Regions from separate parts of the Mus musculus genome. Here region 2 is linked to region 1. A link is a contact called in public promoter capture Hi-C data. All regions are on one chromosome and are shown on one strand. Each heading gives the region's core, a stretch centred on a gene start, on an enhancer-like site or on the middle of the called end of the contact. The rest is flanking DNA. Distances are from core to core; before and after follow the strand shown.

Region 1 (7,307 bases), core at 3,326-5,825:
AAGATGAATCTGCACCATTCGAAGAAGCAGCAGGTCTGGGCTGGAGAGGGAGGGGCACTGCAGCACCAAAGACACTGCAAGGCTAAGGGTAACCAAGACCGCTGGGCACCCACACACTGGGGACTATGTCAAGGACAAATTCAGAAACATGGCAAGACACTATTCATCCCCACCCTCCCCCTCCTGACTATAATCACACAACCACACAGCCAACACACACACACACATATCACCACCACCACCACCACCAGGGAAGCAAGACCCACTGAAACAAGTACAAGTGTCAGCACAGCCAGGGAGCCAGCCTAGTGCCAAGATGCCTGAGCCAAGATGACTCTGACCCAGGCTGTGAGGACAAGCAGGGCTTCTGGCACCATGCCTCTACCCCCTGTCTGGGACAGGCACGTGCCACACAGGCAGACAAGTCAGGAAGCCAATGGCCCTTAGGTTTTTATTTTATTTTATTTTTTCACATGGGCAGTAGAGGATGGAGTTACCCCATCCTCGCTCCCCTTGCATTGACTGTGCTTTGGGTCTAAGACCCTAAAGTGTCATTTAGAACTCACTCCCAGAGCTGGAAGAAAGCATTGTTGGTGTGCTGGGGTTGGGGGGGCAGCTCTGAGCTGGGTTAAGCACCCCTCAGGAGCTCTCTGAGGCCTGCAACTTTAAGTCTTTTGCAGACAGTAGGACAAAGACATATAGTTGGAGACTGGCCCCTTCCTTTGGCATGGTCCACCCTAGCCCTGGGGACAGAGACTGGGGGTGATGGTATGAGGCCTGAGCTGGCCTGTGAGAGAACAAGGACCAATCTGAAACCTTGGTGCCCTCAAGCTTCCAGACCAACCCAGTCCTTCTACCATGGAGAGACAGCCATTGCCACTTAAAAGACTGCTGAAGTAACGAGGTTGGACACAGAAAACCAGGCTCCACCTTCAACCAGTCTTCCCAACTAGGGAGCCTGGGGAAGGAGCTTTCAGGACTCCTCATTCGTGGGTCATCTTGGAAGAGAAAAGGTGGGAATGGAGGGGCCTGGCACTGCCATTGGTCCTGGGCGTAAGAGAGAGTCACACTCTTGCATCTAATAAAAAGAGAGGGGTCAAAAAGCACCACCACCTTCCAGGAGGGCTTTGACAGTCCTGATGAGGTGAGGAGATGTCTACCTCTGACTCAGGTGAGGGATGTGAGGCTGCCTCTTTGAGCTCTCCGGGTCATCCTGGACTACCAGCTTTCCTGGGAGCCCCTTCAGCTTACCCCCCTTCAAGACTGCCCCTTTCCCAGAAGCCGCCTGCTGGTCCAGCTCCTGCATGACCCCAAAGTCTGGGCCCCCAGCCCCAAGAGAAAGGTGAGCAGACCCCAGTCCCTTCAGTCGGCCTTGCTCAGTCTGTAGTCTTCTCCCACTGGCTCTCGGCTCTCGACAGCTGACAGGGCAATGAGCATCTGAGCAGCATAGTAGGTAGACATGATCAGTGCCCGGGAGTAGGGCACGGGGAAGCAGAACTTGTTGAGAGCGATGGTCAGGTCCGAGAGGATGAAGAGCAGAGCACCACCGCCGGCCGCCAGCTCTGTCCACCGCCAGGCTGCCCCAACCAACCGCAGCCCTGCCATAGCTCTCCAGCCCATGAAGCTGATGAGGGCCACATAGACCCCCACCAGGTAGGTGAAAGCACCTGACAGGCCAGGGTAGAGCAGGGCATAGCACAGGCCTGACAGCACTCCGATCACCAGGCCTGTCCGCAGAGCCAGTGGCCGCATGCCAAAGGCCGCGGCGTAGAGGATGTGTGCCACGGCAAACATCAGGAGACCTGAAAGGGCGAGAGGATAAAGACTGCTAAAGGAAGGTTTGTGGCTAAAGAGTACTTGAGAGCTTGAGAGAAGGGGACTGGGGATAACCCAGCAGCTTTCCCCCGGGCGCCTAAGAGGGGGTAAGAACAGCCATAGTTTTAAACTCACACTCTCACACTCTCCTTTACAGAACTGGTCCCCAGCCTCAGAAACTCTCCAACTCCCTGTTCCCTCTTCTGCAGCCTCATCCTACCCCAACCAGGACCCTTTTTCGTCCAGCCCCAAGTACCCACCCAGGCAATTCCTGTAACTACTGACCATGTTCAAAGTATCCGTGGTCCTGCCAGATGAGGAAGGCATCACCCACAGCAGAAAAGACAAGTCCCACGAAGATGAGGGAGGCACTGGGGTGAGCCAGCAGAAACCGAACACCATGAGCCAGAAGAAAAAGCCAGAGGCAAAAGATGGGCAGGCACTTGATAAGGGCGCTGACCCACGATGGGCTGGATGAAGGCAGCCAGAGCACAAAATACACACAGGTAGCCTTAAAGAAGGGCACCAGTTTGGGTCCTTCGCTCTTCACCTGGAGGAGACAGAACAAGGACAACACTCAGAGGTTAGGGGCACAAAAGCCCACAGTGAGATCTAAAAATCTTACACCTTTCCCCAAGGCTGCAGTGCACACCCCAGCCCTATACCACTGAGAACAAAGAGTTCTGACAGAGAAACCTAGCCTGTCTGGCTCCAAGCAGCCAGCAGGATGTGAAAGCCATTATCACCCTGAGGCTCAATTTACCAGGACAGGCAAGGGCTCCACTGTCCAGTCACTCTGGTCCACTGTAGGTCCTGGAACTTGGCCAGAGTCGTCACTCACTGAGCCAACAGTGCCGATTAGGATACTCCTTTCTGCAGCCCAGCCCTGTTCCCTCCTGGCTCTCTGCTCTCCCCTTCTCCAGGCACCCCTTACCACCTCTCCCTGTCAGCCTAAGCTCCCAGCTGTGTGGAACTGGAGTAAGGTCACAGGGAAACCACAGAAATGCACTGACTGGCCAACTCATGACCCAAGCTTTAGAGCCAGGACTCGGGCTTAAAGCCCTGGCAACACCAGGTGAGTGTCAGGAATGTAGGGGTGACAGTACCTCCACCCCACAAGCTTTCTGTCCTGCCTGCCCCCGCCCCGACCTTCCACTCTACCTATGTCAGACTAAAGGTGGCATCAAGGACAAAGAGAGGTGCTAGGGATGCTGGGAAGAGAACTAGATCTGTGTTGGGAGAAGAAACAGTGTTTGAAAGGCCAGAGGTTTCCAGGCTAGGAAAAGGGGATGTTGGCCATTTCTTTCCCAGAGAACAAGAGCAACTTGAGGCACCAGAGACAGGAAGGGGGGTGGGGAGGGCTTCTGATCTGGAGCCAGCAGACAGGCTGGGAGGAGATGGGGAACTGAGAGGGGGAAGTTGGCCAGCTGACTGGGTCTCAGCTGGATTAGGGGGAGGGCAGCTAAAGAAAGGTTTTACTCAAGGCCACTGCAGGCAGAGTCTGAGCAGGGGGAGGAGATTCTGCAGATGTTCTGTGGTCTCCCGAAGCTCCTTCCCCTGGCCTGCAAGTTCAGGGTTTCTGAGCATGAATTGGAGCAGTTGAGGTTCCCTATAGACCCATACTCCAACAAAAGTGCTCTGACTGTGTGTGAGCAAGCCACTCCACACAGGACTCTGAAGGGACAAGACACTTAGATCCCCTGGCAACCAGGTACCTGATGCAACTAGGAAAGGGTAGAGAAGAGACATATAGTGGGTCCAGAGTACAAGCCTGCTCTTGTTTTTCCAGAGGTTAGAGATGGGAGCAGAGTTGACACTCCCTTCCCATGGAAACTCCCTTATCAGGGATAGTCAGAGTGAGGGCAAGGCCAAAGGGAGGAAACGGGGGGGGGGGGGGGGGGGAGGGATGCCCAGCTCCACCTGTCAGCCTTCAGAAACATCACCTTTGCATGCCCAGCTCCACCTGTCAGCCTTCAGAAACATCACCTTTGCTCCCCCTCCCCCTACTCCCCAGACCCATATTTCCTAGAAGAAACTGGCAGTAAGTGGTGAAATCATGACAGTCAGAGAAGCCAGCCTTAGAAGTGTGAAGAGACAACTCAAAGGCTGGAGTTGAGAAAGTCTGGAAAGGAGGTCAGGTCAACAGAGAGAGGTCCACCTTCACCTATCGCCTGAACAGCGTTACTAAGACAGAGGCGTCACCTCCTGCACCTACAATATTAAGAGAAACTTGGGGCATTCCCAGGAAGTCGGCACCCCCCTGCACCCTCTCGAATGCTTCCCTGAGGGTCCACCACACAGAACCCTAGGGCCTGCAGCATCCAGTTCCAGGCCAAGACCTGCAGACCCGCTCCAGACACTCATGGATCAACAGTCACGCTTCCGAGTCACGTGCACAATGTTTTCCTCCCTCCCGCGGGCAGACGAGGGGCGCGCGTAGGAGGGACGCTACAAGAGTGAGGAGCTAAAAACCGTGACAGCAGCCGCTTCCCCGGAGGGGACAGCACCTTCCTCCGCCCCCCTCGGCGGCCCGGCTTGCCGCTGCCTCGTCCCAGGCCCGGGGGGCTTGGCCGCGGGCTCGCGCGCTCGCGCACTCACCACAGTGACCGGAGACACCATGGCGGCGGCGGCTGCGGCTGCGGCTGCTGGCACCCGCTCCGGGTTGCACCACCAGGACGCACCCAGAGCCAGGTGAGCAGACGACCGAACAAAGCTGGGGTGAAGCACAATACCTCCCGCGCGCTGGGCGCTCAGAGTACTGTCTGTGAACCCGACGACGTCACCACAGACCCAGCCAATGAACGGGCCGAAGCCTCGTATGGGCGGAGCCCTGCTGGCGGCGCCGGCCGGGCTCCCTCTGTTTCTGCGTTGAAAAGGAGATCCTCCCACCCCCGGGCGTGGGCGTGGCCTTCAGGCCACGCCTCTTAGGGAGGCGTGCCAGGGCATCCCGGAACGTGACGGCGACCCCCAAGGTTGGATAGCCAGCCTGGCTAAGAGACAGGCACACCACTGACCCGGAGCACAGCGAGATGCATCTTCTCTTAACACCGGAACAAAAAGCAAAGGCAGATTCTCGTCAACCTTTAAACATACCATCTAGGCGGATGCAATTCCTTTAAGACATGTCTTTGACAATGTCCCAATGTGTCCCAATGGACACAGAGGATCAACAGACACTCAACGTTCAGCATGGTAAGAGATATGTATCCAGGCACACAATATACTATATAGACTCGTAGTAGCATTAAGCACGCGTGGACACTTGTACACTAAACAAATAAAGCTACAGAAAGGGAGCTGTGGGTTGACCATCATCCTTCACCGTACCATGAAAGACACGATGAAAGCAAGCAGCAGCCTGTATGTGGACCCCATAACAGCAATGAGTAAACAAATTACAGGCACTAGGTTGCCTTGAACATACACCCCTCACAGCTGCAGCAACGGTGACCAAAAGACCCAAAGGCGTGTAAACTGGCTGCCAGAAAAACAATAAAATGGTTATAATACTAGTGGTTTGAAGCATGTTTAGAAGTATGTGTTCAGAATTTGGTGGATTGGCAAGGAGTCAAATGGACTGCAATGCGGCTGTGTTTGCCACTTCCATAGCCTTTGCCTCTGTAGCCTAGATTTCCTCAACTGTAAAATGCATGGGTGACCTCTAAGGCTCTGCTCAATCCAGACACGTTGTGTAGGATGAAGAAGGGGAAAGGTACCTGGTTTCGGGAAGTACAAGTCTATCTAGCAGGCTACATGGGGATGCAGGTTTCCAAATACATCCAAAAGGGTAGGAATGTGGTCTGTAATATACACAAAGCTTTCAGCGGTTGGAAAGGCAAAGAACGCTGGCCACTCCTGAGATGGGGATACAGGGCTGTATACTAGACCCCAACCTCGTGCTGGCCAGGGAGAGACACATACTGAACTCTCCAGTGAGCTCTTCCTGAGGTCATTCTCTTCATTTCCCCCTCCAGGCCTTCCCCAGCCATCCTGGTCCCTAAACTACCGACCTGACATCCCCTCAGAGAGGGACAGCCCTTTTCCTAGTGACAGTATTGACAACCGAAAATTCCAAATGTCATCCAAAAAAGGTGAGAGTCAAGGTTTGAGGGAGGGGAGTCACATGCCTAATCTCTAGGCACACTCATGTTTTTTCCTAGTTAGCAGCTTCTCACCTACATTATCTGAATGAGCAATGAGAATGGCTGCCCCCAAGGCTTTGTCATATACACTATTACCAAATGTGTTGCTCAGAAAGAACATTGAACTGAAAGCAACACGGACTTGGCCCCTCCTTGCCTGGGACTTACTGGTGGTGTAATTGGGCACACGCTACTCCATCTTTGGAGCCTCAGTCTCCCATCAACAGGTTATAAAATCACCACACGCATTTACAAACCTTCCCATGTCACTTAAGGGTGTAGTCAAGCCAGGCATTTTTGTTTCTCTGGACCCTAGTTTGCCTAATTATAAAGATGAGACTGTGAACTTTTAAGAGGATTTCTCTTACTAGGGGAAGAGTGAATGTAGTTGAGGTCAGAGTTGTCAGAACTCCCGGACGTGGTATACAAGCATCTGTGAATTGCCCGAATGGCAACTCTGCTGGGACCAGAACTCTGGTCCTCTGCAAGAGCAGTGCTTTAACCCACCAAGCCATCTCTCCAACCCCTGAGACCGTAAACTTTAATAGTTGGGGCCAGCCAAAATTACTGGAGACCAACATGTTGTTGGTCATAGTGGCACACACCTCTAATCCCAGCACTCAGGAGGCAGAGCTAGGTGGATCTCTTGAGTTTGAGGCCAGCCTGGTCTACATAGTGAATCCAAGATAGCCAGGGTTCTGTTACACAAGAGAAAGAAAAAAAGAAAGTCAATGTCCTACCTTAGCCCTACTAATTCACCAATTGTCATAAGCTTCATATACAAATACCTAAAGATACAAAAAAATAAAAGGTCTAAAAATGTTATTCACAGGATTTTACTACCAGTAGGCAAAGTAATTACATAAGTAGGTGGCCCACAAAAGCATAGCACCACTCCTCCGTGCCACTTCTAAGACTGCCCTCTTGCCCATTCAGAGTTGTTTGTTGTTTTGTTTTGAGACAGAGTCTCACTGTATGGCTCTGGGTAACCTGGAACTCTATGTAAATTAGGCTGGCACTAAACATACAGAGATCAGCTGCCTCTGCCTCCCAACTGTTGAGACTGAATGTGTGTCACCATACGCAGTCCAGATATTTCCTTGGTCCTTCCCTCTGCCCTGGGAGCCCAAGCCCTAGACTTAAGTACGGTGCATCCCAGGACTCCCACTTCTAGTTGAATTCAGCTGAGAGCCTGTCAGGGTGGGAGGAAAACATGGACAAAGCCCACCTGACCAGGCTGAGAATCTGGCGTTTCTAGAAACTATGCTCCTCCCTGGCTAACTCCAGGCTGTCTTCCTAAAACCTCAGGCTTTGGGCAGTGTTGTCTCTGGACCAATGGGCTTTGGCAGT
Region 2 (7,307 bases), core at 2,528-5,027, 2.2 Mb before region 1:
AGGTAAGGGGTTCCAGTTCAAATGCTACTGACTCTGCTGCTCGTGAGGCCACTGACCTTTCATTTCCTCATGTGTAAGATGGGAACAATCACCCTTATCTCACCAGATTGTTAAGAGAATAAAAGAGAGTTATTTTGTGCAAAAAAAACCCAGAACAATCCCTGACACCTAGGAAGTACAAGGCAAGGGTGCCTTCTTTACTTTGTTATCTTAGGACATATGGTAGGATGTGGACACATACACCACACTTATTCTAAGTGCTCCTGTGGAGGCCAATGAGAACCTAACACACCAGGCATTCCACAGCTCACCCCATCCCCCACCTCCCTCTCACAGCGCCTGGTACTGTGCCAGGCAGAGTCAGAGGCCTGTCAATGCTCGTGAACAGGTTGGCCTCTTCTTAGAGGCTCCACCTTTTCTCATGTAAAGAATACTAAGTTTTTCTTAATACTCATAATTCCTGTGCCCATTTTTTTTAACAGGTGGAATCACTGAGGCCCAGGGGAGTAGTTAGTTAATGGACTAGGCTACTGAGCTAAGCATAGGTCAGACAGAAGGTACCACTGATAACCAACACTTTAAAACCTGGACTGTCAGTCACCCTGCAACCCAGCCAGTCTCCTGCCCCAAAATCCCCCAAATAAAAGAGAGGCAACGGCTCCATGGAGTTCATCATTTCCTGAGTGTCTTGTAATGATAAACATTACGTTTGGGAGCAGGAAATTACCAGGTGCTAAGTCAGCCCCAGTCCTCAAGCCATAATCGAGGGTGGATGTGCGCTGTCTGTCACCATGGGGATACCCTGTTCAAAGAAGGCAAAATCCTTTTGCCAAAGCCCCTTTGATGTCAGGGTGGGGCTATGAGTGCACGCTACATGGAAGAGCTCCTAGGAGACTCAGGGGCTGGCAAGGAGGGGCCCGCTGGGAAGCCAGGGCTGTCCACTGGAAGGTGGCCAGTTTCCTGAGCCATCCATCCAAACCACCCTCGTGATGCCCATGGAGAGTAAGAGAGGTGGAATGTGGGGTGATGGGGACAGAGGGAAACAGCGCCTCCAGGGAGTAGGGCCAAGTTAGCCACTCATGGAGATGTCTAAGAGTGAAAAAAAATTTTTTTTTTCTTAATGGAGAGAGTGGTGAATCACCTTCTCAGAGCCTGCTCATGGCAATCCTCTGCCACTGTTCCTCAGCTGAAGGGTCAACTGGGCACTAGCAGGCAGGAGTCTGGCTATGAATGAGCCCAGCGTCTGCCTTCCCTTCATTCCTACGGTCCTCCTCATCGGGCCCGAGGGCATGTGTCACATTCCCAGTCGCTGTTCCAAAACACCACCCACTTCACCCCCCACAGAGGAAGGAGGCACCCTGGTGCTCACCCTCATTTCAGAGCCCTCTGGACAAGGCCTGTAGCTCTAAGAAAAAGAGCAGAGCACACGGCCTAGCAGAGCCAGGACCCAGGAGCACTGGAGGAGATCTTGCCTTCCTCCCACACACCATCCGTCAGGGCTGTCAGCTTCCAAAAATGTTTAGCAAGTGCAGCATCAAGAGAGACACCCGCTGATGGGCGGGTGCGGGAGCTTGTGTGGGGAGGGGGCCTTCTCCGGCTCTGAGTTCCAACAGTCTGCCTCTGAGCAGCTTCTAGACCCAGCTCCTCCCTCAGAAAGGTTAGGAATGTGTTGAGCGTTAACCTCTGATCAGGGAAAGTAGGTGCCCAAAAGGTCGTCTGGTCTGTTGCTGCTTGGCCCTATACCAACTCAAGACTGCCTCCCCTTCTGGCTTCCCGGCTTCTCCTCTCCGGACTGGGACAGCCACAACAGTCAGGTCAGCCTGTCCCTAAAAGTCCCTGCTGACTGGCAGCCAAGAAAATACAGCATGGCCCTGCTCCCTCCTGCCAGAAGAGGGGGAAGGCGGCAGGGAAGGCAGGAGTCCAAGAGAAACTGATTGGCCCTTAAGGATTTCCTTAAAAGAGATTGCATGGCCAGGGCCTGTCACCCAGCCCAGTAGGGGGATTGCTTGCTCTGCCAGGAAAGGTAGAAGTCACCGTTTCTCGTTCAGCCATGCTCTTACCCACACCATCACCTCCCTAATCACCAGAGATACCAACGCTGGCAGCATAGACTACCCAAGAAGGAGGGGCTTAGCTACAGCAGCCATTCTGAGACAGCCAAGCCACCCCAGTTACTAGGAGTCTGTAGCAGCTAGCAGTTGGCAGCACCTGGCCAGAATCCCTTCTCCCTAATGATGGGGCAGAGACCAGCCATCTTCAAGCTAGGAGGAGGGTTAAGTTCAGGGCAACCACTCAGTATCCCTTGTCCTAGATCTCACAGCTGAGCCAGGTAGTACCCAACCCATCAAGGCACCAGGCCACTCCTTGGGGTTACAACCTGAGTATAGACACACATCACAACAGCAGATACCCATCCTCTTGGGGCCAAGCGCTCGGCACTGATGGCCCTTAACATTTCCAATGTCAGCATGCATTTTTTTGAAAGCACCCCTACACCTGCTCCAGCCCCATAGAAGCAGCTGGCTGCCAGCACGCCTTAGCTTTGCAGAGCTCCCCGGGAGAGCCTCTGGCACCCTGGCCAGCTAAACCCCTCCTGGCCACACCCACTGACCAATGTATCCTTCCAATCTGGCAGCATAAGGGGTATGCTTCCTCTCTCCAATCACATTATGGTAGCCTCTCCTCAAGGCAACCGTCCTCCTCCCTCATGAAGGATCATCCATCACTCCCACCCTGTAATAGTGCCCCAGCACATAGCACTGCTCACCTGGGTATCGAACCCGTTCTCCAGAGAGCTGCTCTTCAGCAACGGGAGCCCCTCCCCCGTCGGCTCCTGCAGCCCCTGCGATTTCAGGGGGATTTGGCTAGTGTAGGCCGTCTTGCTCACCTCCACCTTGCTTCCCAACTTAAGATAGCAGGGCTGAGGACCAGTCCGGGCCGGGGGCACGTGCAGGATGGGCGCGGCGCTGTGCACGGGTTTGGGCAGTCCCGATTTCATTTTGGAGGCTACCAGGATGGCCGGCATCTTCTCCCGGGGCTTTGGCTTTCCCAGCACGTCCCTGGCAGCGGCGGCGGAGGCGACCGCTAAAGGCAGCGCGGGCAGCCGAGTAGGCGCCGGGCCTCGGCCCGCGAGGCGCCCACCAACAGTGGAAGAAAAAAAAAAAAAAACCCAAAAAACAGAATCCCCGGGTCGGGGAACTGGGGAAATCCTGCGAGTGCGCCTGCCGGGTGGCGGGCTAGTCACTGCCCTCAGCAGGTCCCACCTGCGCGGATGTCGCAGCGGGAGGCCTGTTCAGAAGCTCTGGGTTCTCGGGGACCGCTGCCTCTGGCAATTCTTCTCCTGGGAAACCGAGGCGTGGACGCCCATATTAACTTGTCATTGCGTCTCCGAAGTGAGAAGGCTCCTTAGGAAGAGACACCGGCTACGGGGACGCACACGTCGCGCTCTGGAGCCTGCGGGTGTGAACCTTGGAGCAAAAGAGCAGAGGATGGGGAGACGGAGGACGCACGGAGCCCAAGACGTATCAACCGCGAAGCGGCTGTCACCCAGCAAACGCGCCACAGGGTCACCCGCGCCTAGGCAGACTCTGGGCGATCTCCGCAGACAGGTCTGTCTGGGCGTGACAGCCGATCACCGATGCTCACAAGCCCCTCGAACACCAAGCACCTGAGCTTCTGCGGCTCTGGCCATGCTCCGTGCGCTCCAGCGCAGCACGGCGGTGGTGACAGAGCGCGGGCACCAGGACGCGCAGCTGGCCAGGCTGGCAGCGCTGCGCTAAGCTGAGCTCGGGGGAAGGCAGCGCGGGCTGCAGGGCTGGACGCAGGGGAGGACCGGCTGCGGCGCGCGCTGACAGCCCGGGCCGTTCCCGCGCGCCTATTGGTTAGCCGCGGACCAATCCGCGGTCGCGACTCGCACTGCAAGGGGGCGTGGCCTCAACTCCGCGGGGCCGCCGCCGAAACTCTGGGGCCGCGCTTGGCCGCAAGTACAAAGCGAGCTGGTGGCCGCTCTGCGGCACGGCCCCGGCGCGCGCCTCCCCGCGGGCCGCCACCCCTGCGTCCCCGGAGCCGCCTTTGAAAACGCCGTTGGGTTGTAGATTCCCGCCTCCTTCCACCCCCAGGCATGTGTTGGGGAAATCAGTTTCTCTTTTTCAAATCGCTCGGGTCATCTCAACGGTTTGCGGGTTCCGGAGGCACGCCCCAACCTCTCTGCACCTCCATTGGGAATGACTGGGCGGGTCTCCTTGTCCCCCGCCTGAAGGACACTCCAGCCATTTCTTCTTTCCGGGTGGGCTCAGGGGCGTCCCAACAGCTTCCTCTGCGACATTCAAAGGTTGCACGTTGCACTTAAGTATTTGAAATATTTATAGGCTGATACAATGGCCGGGGAAGCTTCGCGCCCCAAGACAGCTCCTCCTTGCCACCTACCACAGACTGTAATTAGAGTGGCTTGGTGACCCGGGCAGGCTGAGGCTAAACCTGCCCTGGTTTCATGGTTTCATGAAGGCCTTCCTTTCTCTCTCTGACTCAGGGTCTGAGGACTGAAGGGAAAATAGAAAGTGCAGACAGGGTGCATGGGGCTGATCTTCAAGGACACCCACCTTAGAGATCAGTTTGGATTTGAATTGGGAAGTTCCTCCATCTTTATAGACCTAACACTGTGTCTCATGCAAGTCAAGTGGAGGTTTGAGTACTTTTCCCTAAAAGCACTGCCCAGCTAAATGAGATAGTGTCTGGCAGTGTAGGGGACCAGAAAAAAAAAATCTGTCTTTATTATTAATGAACCCACCGGAGTATGTCCCACTGTCATCTCTTTAAGCCACTTTTCTGTGTCTAGGACAGATGTTGTCACTTTCTTCCTATCCTATAGCCTGAAGTTGTAACATCCATAGGGTTGAATTTCACTCATCCTAATGATATGGGCTATATCATTCTCAAACTTACCTGGCAAAACTCTAATGTGGCCAGGAATGGGGGTGTAAGCTTGTAATTTCTGCTACTTTAGAGGCTGAGGCAGGAGGATCCCAGGTTGAGGTCAATTTAATGATCCTCTTTGTTCAAATAAAATGTAAAAAGGAGCTGGAGATGTAGCTCAGTGGTGGGCAGTTTGCTCGCTCCGCATCTGCCAGAATCTGTCTGATTCCAGTGTAAATAAATACTGTAAATAAATACCCAATCCTCGACTGGTTTTAGGCAGTGGAACCTCTGGGAGGTTGTAAGTACGTGACCGAGAGGTCCTCATGATGGGCCCAGTGCCATGTTAGAGGAGACACGATGAAGATGGATAACTTCTGATAGTGCAATGGCAGCCTTTCTGAATCCACAGAAACCACAGCCCTTGACAAGAATCTGACCATGGCTGCAGCCTGATCTCAGATCTCCAGCCTCTAGGCCTAGGAGAAAGAGGCATTTGTTGTTAAAGCGGCCCTGTCAACAGCATTTTGTGTTAGTAGCTTAAACTAAGAGCCCAGACTGAAGTAAAAGTTCAGTTTTCAAACAGCCCCTGGAGTGTTGAGATGTGACATGATACTCCCTGCTCCCATATTTCCCAGCCTGTTTGCAGGCCCTTTCTACCCTAGCTCGGGGGGGGGGGGGATGCACATAGCCTGGTTTAGCTCTTTAAATCACAAGTTTGTCCCTGACATGGTATACTCTGCCCTCGTCCATCTGGACAATCTCCTATGCTAGTATCTTGTTTTATTTAACATATTTATTGTTCCGAGCAGTCTCTTCTAAAGGAATAAATGTTTGGAAGAGCCGTCTTTTGACTTTCATGAGATTCTGTCAGAAGCAAGCAGAACGCTATGGACTGAAAAGCTACCCAGATTGTCACTGAATGGATGAGTGGTGCAGTTGCCTTTGAGTAAGAACGCCATGAGAAAGGGTTGTGGGACTTTCCTCCTTGAACTCTGATTCTTCACAGCTGCCTGAAGAGTTGTAGAAGGGCAGTCATGATCCCTATTAGGGATTGTGGAGCTATTCCCAAATATCCTCAGAGCTTAGGCACAGAGGGTGTCCAAGGTCTAGTCCCCAGAGCAGCACAGAGAACTTGTAACACTTTTTGATACACTCCACCCAATCCCAACCTACTGAATGAAAATTCCCAGAGGGTAAGGGGGGAGTGAAGGCAATCTGTGTCTTAAATAATGCTTAACAGGGGGTTTTGATGTGTACTAAGGCTGAGAATTCTAGCCAAATAAAGTGTTCATTCAGTGTACCTCCAGGGCCTCCTAAGCCTTCATATGCATAAGAACTGCAAAATCCAATTCAATAGGTCTTCAAGGTCTCCAAAAGGCTGAGATGCTGTCTTCCAAATAAACTCCCAGGTGATGGGTGCCTAGCCTGGGACTCTGGAGATTCCTACTGTAAACTGTAAGGTTAGGCCACCGTCAACAGAGGTGTAACAGCTCAAGGCCTAGCTGAAGTGAAGTGGCTTTCACAGCACTTCTGCAAAGATTCTCTGGGTGCATCCAACTAGCAGCCCAGTCCATTGGTAAAGTATGACACAGACACAGACACGGAACTGGTGATGGCCACAATGTGTGTTTGCCATTAAGAAAAAAAAAAGTTCCCAGTTAAAATAGGCACCAAAGCCATTGTGGCAGGGGTTGGGGGAGGTTCTGAGAGGGTCAAATATGTGCAAATATAATAAACAGTACATTCTTTGCTTTGAATTAAAAGCACTTGCAGGCTAAGGGGACCACTCAATAGGTAAAGTGTCCTGCAGGCACGAGGACCTAAGTTCCCTCTCATGTTAAAACAGAAATGTGGGTGTTTCACACCCATCTGCACACTTGTGTACTTGCACACTCCAAACCACACATAATATAATTCTAAGGTCTTCGGTTTCTAAACTGAAGTCGCACACCTTCTCCTTCAGCTTCCAAGTGCCTTTCTCCTCCTTGTCACTTTAATAATTTTAGCTGTTCTTCCCGGAACAGTTTCATCTCCCTTCCCACCCCACCCCCCTTTTCACTTTTCCTACTTAAACTAAAAATCTGTATCCTCCAAACTAGACAAGAGAGAAAAATAGCAAGTGGGAAGCAAAATGAGATAATTACAACATTTCCTATTTAAATCAGACTGTGGTCCGTTACAAAAATATTCTGCAAGTATACTGCTTCCATGTGGATACTATGTTAACATGAAAAAAAAAGTAACTTTAAATCAATGTCATTAGCAAGCACTGGTAGCTAAAAGAGTCAGTAGTTCAGAGAACAGCAAGCTGTTCTGAAAAGAATATTTCATGATTTTAGAGCACATTTGTCCATTTTTATTACATGCGGTATAGACGAAGATGCAAACCCCAA

Evidence for each region. Promoter capture Hi-C pulls out the DNA fragments that hold promoters and counts their contacts.
Region 2: a promoter capture Hi-C map of pre-B cells shows a contact between it and region 1. The contact joins the promoter of Nav2 here to the promoter of Tmem86a in region 1. A contact is called at or near these places in 2 of 39 promoter capture datasets (cranial neural crest and pre-B cells) and 1 of 484 Hi-C or Micro-C datasets (embryonic stem cells).

Annotation. Positions count from the first base shown.
Region 1 is chr7:47,047,908-47,055,214 of GRCm38.p6, reverse strand. Tmem86a (transmembrane protein 86A) reads right to left here and starts at 4,575. Exons shown (of 3, transcript NM_026436.3): 1 at 4,414-4,575; 2 at 2,101-2,365; 3 at 439-1,802. The coding sequence starts at 4,434. The coding sequence ends at 1,363.
Region 2 is chr7:49,242,659-49,249,965 of GRCm38.p6, reverse strand. It overlaps Nav2 (neuron navigator 2), which reads right to left and starts at 3,777. Exons shown (of 39, transcript NM_175272.3): 1 at 2,768-3,777. The coding sequence starts at 3,025.